Regions from separate parts of the Sus scrofa genome. Here region 1 is linked to region 2. The links are chromatin contacts, called in public Hi-C maps. All regions are on one chromosome and are shown on one strand. Each heading gives the region's core, a stretch centred on a gene start, on an enhancer-like site or on the middle of the called end of the contact. The rest is flanking DNA. Distances are from core to core; before and after follow the strand shown. Region 1 has its middle 150 kb from the start of RFPL4B. Region 2 has its middle 9.6 kb from the start of RFPL4B.

Region 1 (2,865 bases), core at 243-2,742, 160 kb before region 2:
TTTTGTTTTCCACATCTGTTGTTTTCAGCCCTATTGATGGCATTACATGGCAAGATGAGCTTGGGAAAGAAAATAACCAAAGCGTGTGGGGTTTCAGGAGTAAATATGGAGCTCTCTGCCTTTGATCCAGAAAGTCCTGTTTCTCCTACAAAGCTTCCTCTATGCATCTTGGAAAACTCTAGATGCTAAAGACTTGGGAAGAGAAAAGGAGAAAGAACAGATAATAAAAATCCTGGAATTAAAAACAAGGACTCTTTACACAGCTCTTCAATATTAATCTAAAAATTAAAGAAAAAAGTTCAAGCGAATTTGTGAAAATAGCGTAATAAAATACATTCATAAAAGAAATTGACATACGTAACTTAAGACACAAAATTACTGCTCAGATTATTGTCTGATAGGAAAAAGAAGAATTCTATCAACACGAGCATATTAATGTTTCTATAAAATTTGAAATTTCCTGAAATTCTCTACTAGTATTGCAATATCAGAACTTGAAGAATTTAATTTTCTATGATGGTTCATCTCCACTGACTTAGTTATTGACTAAAGAAAGAAATCATTGGTAGCAATGTGGACCTGGTTCATTGTCTGGCTGATTCATAGCTCTTGACTGGCTTAACCATAACAACTTAAAATCTAACCGATATGTTTTCCTAGAAGAGCTAATGAAAATTCTCTGGGCATTGAAATCTATCCCTAAATGTGACTTTAATTTTGCCTCACTATTATTTAATCCCTGCTTTTCTCCAGGTAAAAAAACCATCAAATTGTATGTCAGGTTTTCCCCACTTATTTGGGTCCCCAAGAAATTATAGTGAATTATTTAAACATTTTAATTACATTCTTGTTAGGCAGGAGGAGTACCATTCCCTCTCTACAGCTCCTCTCAAAAAAATCCGTAAGTGGATTTATGGGTGTGAATGGGGAAGAAGTTGTGCATAGTGTTTAGAAATGTTAAATCTGAGCTAAGAGAAAATGAGTCCTTCTGCCAGCAGTGAAAAACCAGGGAATCCTTTCATTGTCACGAGCCAGTAGCCACCAGATGCTTAGAATTCCATGTATTTTAAGGACAAACCATTCAGTGACTCCTTTGACACTCCAAGTATGCCAATAATTCAATGTATTAGTCGGATGCAAATTTTATACAATAAGGTATGGAAAGCAAACTGTAATTGGGGGTGCCTGAGTGAATGGAGCTCTATCCTTTGACAGGGCCCATTGTTGAACTCCAGCCTAGACCTCCGACCCGTTACTTTGCAAGGATACAATAGCCTTTGATATGAGATGGTGGGAAACGGACTTAGAGACTCATTTCACATTCACTTGCAATTCATCAGTTTGGCGAGGACTTTTAGCAGCTTTAATGACCACAGCAATTGATGGTTAAATCAATTTGTGCCGGTGACAGCATGGCGGGCCTGTAGACTGTAACAATCCAGGATTGCACCAGGCAGAAAAGACTCTGTTATTCAGATGTGCATGGCTCCTGCTCAGTTCACAGGGAGAACAACAGGGAGACAGTCTGTCACCGGGCAGGTCCCCCAAGAATACACACATTCACTCCAGTTGACCACACAATGCCTAGGCTTCTTTGTAAAGTGGTGCCATAGATTTTTTTTTTTTTTTAAGTATTGTTGCAAGTAAAAATATACAGTAGAAGAAAACGATTTCTAATATTTAACTCTATCCTAAGAGAAAGTAGGAAACCAGAAAGAATTTAACCTTTGTTCCCTTGATCAAAATGGGTGGTCCTACCCCCTGTAACCAGGAGACACACTTCCCCCCCCAAAAAAAATATAGAAAGAGAGGAATAGAAAATCAACAGCAGAGATTAGGACAGAGGAGGTTTATGTTTAGAGGGAAAAAGGTGAAAGGAATTTTAAAAAACAACATTGCATTGTGTCATAAAGAAGGAAATACTGCTCCCTCTTCTGTTTATAAGAGGGATTTTTTTCCAAATCCTTAGATCCATCTTTTTAAATTTTTAAATGTAAATGTTTATAATGAAAAAAATGACAGTGTCAGCATGGTGGGACAGCTTATGTGATTTATTTATAGTAAAAAATGTTAAATAAATAAATACTTTGCTGAGCCTATGTTTTAATGTTTGAAAACTGTATAACCAAAATTGACATTTTAAAGGTGGAGGAAGGGACAAAAAGTCATTTCACATCAACAAAACTTTTTGTGTCAGCATAAATGAATGTTAGAATGACTAATAAAATTATACACAATCCAAGTCTGCATAAAATGTACTAAGTAATGCATCTAACTCTAAGTTCAAATAAGGGGGAAAGCCAATATATTATTTAAATGTCTGAATTATAATGGATGAAATAACCTAAGGTCCACAGACGTACCTTAAGGGACCTCTAAGATAAGAGAGATAATTTAAATTACTGATTAGGATTTTTTGAAAAAGGCATTAATGCTACAATTTTCACAGAACAGAAATGATCTCCCAAAGTATGGAAACAATATACTTGTAGCATTAAATTCAGGATTTAATTAAACCAACTATAAAGATGGAATGTCTATATCCTGAGTTAGCTTTTATGCCTTATTAAAAATCCGACCAAATGATACAATTATTTTAAACTATGGTGGAAAAGGGGGAAAATAATCTTTTGCGGGACACCAGTAGATCGATGAGAAATGTAGTGCACAAACACGCAGCTATAGTACTGCAGAAAAAAAATGTAAACAACATTTTCCACCAGATTTGTCTAAACATTGAAAGAATATTGAGGTTGTGCAGAGGAGGTCTTGGCACTGAGTCCAGAAGCTGTACTTGGTAACTGGGGAGAGGGAAGAGGAGGTGAGTTTCCATGGCAACACGGGTGCCCAAAGCAAATGGAACTA
Region 2 (2,778 bases), core at 260-2,759:
CCAACAAGTATTAAGAATTGATAGCTTGTAATGAATTTCTTTCTTTCTTTAGCTTTTTAGGGCCACACCTGCAGCATATGAAAGCTCCCAAGCTACGGGTCAAATTGAAGCTGTAGTTGCCAGCCTATACCACAGCCACAGCAACACCAAATCTAAGCCTCATCTGCAATCTACACCACAGCTCACAGCAATGCTGGATCTTTAACCCACTAAGCAAGGCCAGGGATCGAACCCTCATCCTCATGGATTCTAGTGATCCTAGTCGGATTCATTACCACTGAGCCACTACGGGAACTCCTATAATGAATTTCTTTACTGATTCATGTTCTCCTACCACAAACAATGTATTAATATGCCCCTGTATCCCATGCCTCTGCTATAGATGCCAATTAGGCATCTGAGCATCTCTACAGATGTGAGGTAGCTTCAGTTCTGATTCTCAAGGTCTGGGCTGCAAATTTGGACATGGAAGGGGTTAACCTGCACATGTAAATGGTAACTGGAAGATAGGGAAGTGATTGGGATTGCCCATGAAAGGTGTGCAAAATAAAAAGGAAGGCCTAGGACAGAACCCTGAAAAGCAACAGCATTTAAGGAAAAAGGAAAAGCAACCCGCAAAAGAGACTATGCTAAAGACTCTGAGGAAAGAGATCCCTGCAATCAACAACACAATTCTGGAATCCAATGGCTTCCAGTCCAACAGAAGCAACTCTAAGAATGCCTTGCAGTTCAGCCGAACTTGGGCTAGAAGAAAAGAGTCAGGTCAGGAAGAGCCAAAGCAGGAGTTCCAGGGGACCGTGTAATTGGATACAGGTCTAAACTCTAAATGGACAAAGAGGTCTGCAAAAGTAAATATGAGGTAGCGTATTAGTCCGAGTGAGAAAGGCCAGGCAGGCCACACACGCTGCAAAATGGAGGTCAGAGCAAAGCTTCCAATTCAAGGGCAAAAACCCAGACAGGAGGGCAGTTTGAGAGTGCAAGCGTGCATATGTGTCTACTTAAATTATTAAGTCTCGGTGTAATTGTTATACACAGTGTATGCATAACATCTCTCCTTTCCTTTAAGAGTGTCTATTCTAGGGAAATTCTCTTTTTTAAAAATATCTGTTACTTGTTTTGGCCAAGATCTCCTTTGCTAGCATTTAAGAATAAGCAGCAAATTAGAAATGATTTCTTTGCTTATTAATGAAGTAGTCACAGTTTTAAAATCTTCAATAAAACTTTTCCAGATGCCTATCTCTTCTGTAATAAAAATTTTAACATATCTTACATAATTTTTAGGGCTATTGGAAAATAATTAGCAAGTTTTAGGGGAGATACTACGCAAAAACATTAAAATGCTTTAAAATAACCCAAGAACAGTCGCCTGATTAACATGGCCTTGAGATGAACAAATTAGTCCACCCATGTTGTTGAAAAGTCAAATCACTAAAGTATATCCAGCTGGCGCTAATGAAATGTCCAGAGGACTTAACTGTAGTTTCCCAGAGTGATCTTGGGTTAGGGATTAATAAAAAATGAAGTGCAGGGAGGTCAGCACATCATATAACCAAAAGATTATTCCATGCATTGAAGAGTTTTCAAGTACAGATTTTTTTTTTTTTCAGGCTTAAAGACACTTAAGATTCTTTTGGTGTCAAAACAGTTCAAATCACTGATTTGGCAAAACTAAGTTTATGTAGAGAAATCATTTCCTAGGAGGATAACCTCTTCCTCTGGGCTGGAAAAAAACAACACTCCTGTCCAGAGATTACATTATCTCCCAGTCCGTTGCCCCTGCAAGGCTGAGGCAGAATCTGTGTAGCACAGCGCCATCTACCGCGTCTCTGAGGGAACTGGAGCCCCAGCCCGCAATATTTTTCATTCTAACCTTGATGGCAATCAGGAAACCAATCAATGAGTGTCACTTCCCTTCCACTTGTGGGAGGTTTTATGAATATTACAAAAAGATATAAATGAGAGATGTGAACTTATGCAGTTAGAGCCATCGAGATCAATAGGATGATTCTTTTAGGAACGGTGCAGTAAAATTAGACAAGAAATTGTCTCACTGAGGGAAATCAGTGAATAAAATTCGTGATCCCTTTTCTTGATAGAGAACAGGCAAAAAGCCAATCCGTTTTGGATTTTTAAAAAAATCCAGTCCCAAATACTATAAAATTGGGTTGCAATGATCATTGTATAGCTATACATGTAATAAAATTCATTGAGTAATAAAAAAAAAAATCCAAACCCAAAGCTCACAACTCTAAAATGACTGAATTAGGTATATGTAGAGGAAAGGAAAATTTTCATGTAGATCTGTTTTATTTGCCTTCTAGGATTATCAGTTCAAAGGTCAGCAGTTTCTATTTGATCCATCCTCTTCCATTTTTTCATCTTGGTACCTAACTTCAGGTCCTTTCTCTGCAAGAATGAGGCCAAAGGAAAGGAGACAATGCATACCACAGAAATGTCACATATGGGTTTAGTTAACTGAGATTGTTAGCATTCTGATAGGTGAGTGGGGAAAGAGATTTTGAAATCCAAATAGAATTTCATTATGGATTTAATTACCAAATCACCAATACTATAATAACTGAATACTGGGTGAATATCAATTTAATAGTTAATTAGACTCTGTGCCTAGTACATGGTTGGCACACACTTGTTCCTAGTACTAGTGACCCCTAGTAAGATCAGCTTTGCTAGGAGTCTGCCGACTGCTGAGAAACTCTGCGCATTAGCAGAGAGCTTGAAATGCCACGATGCCAAATACCCTTTCTCCTAACATGATAG

What was found. A called contact is a pair of places that touch in the nucleus more often than the background predicts.
Region 1: a Hi-C map of fetal skeletal muscle shows a contact between it and region 2, with 2.5 times the contacts expected there. The contact joins two enhancer-like sites. A contact is called at or near these places in 5 of 47 Hi-C or Micro-C datasets (brain, embryonic fibroblasts, fetal heart ventricle and 2 more).

What each region holds. Positions count from the first base shown.
Region 1 is chr1:78,458,583-78,461,447 of Sscrofa11.1, reverse strand. No RefSeq gene overlaps it. Among named protein-coding and RNA genes, the nearest start is that of RFPL4B, 150 kb to the right of the region's middle. Within about 2 kb of position 1,492, at least 11 of the 83 cell types and tissues checked have an H3K27ac peak or open chromatin away from gene starts, as enhancers often do. A contact at or near this core is called in fetal skeletal muscle, where this site is marked.
Region 2 is chr1:78,301,287-78,304,064 of Sscrofa11.1, reverse strand. No RefSeq gene overlaps it. Among named protein-coding and RNA genes, the nearest start is that of RFPL4B, 9.6 kb to the left of the region's middle. Within about 2 kb of position 1,509, at least 2 of the 83 cell types and tissues checked have an H3K27ac peak or open chromatin away from gene starts, as enhancers often do. A contact at or near this core is called in fetal skeletal muscle, where this site is marked.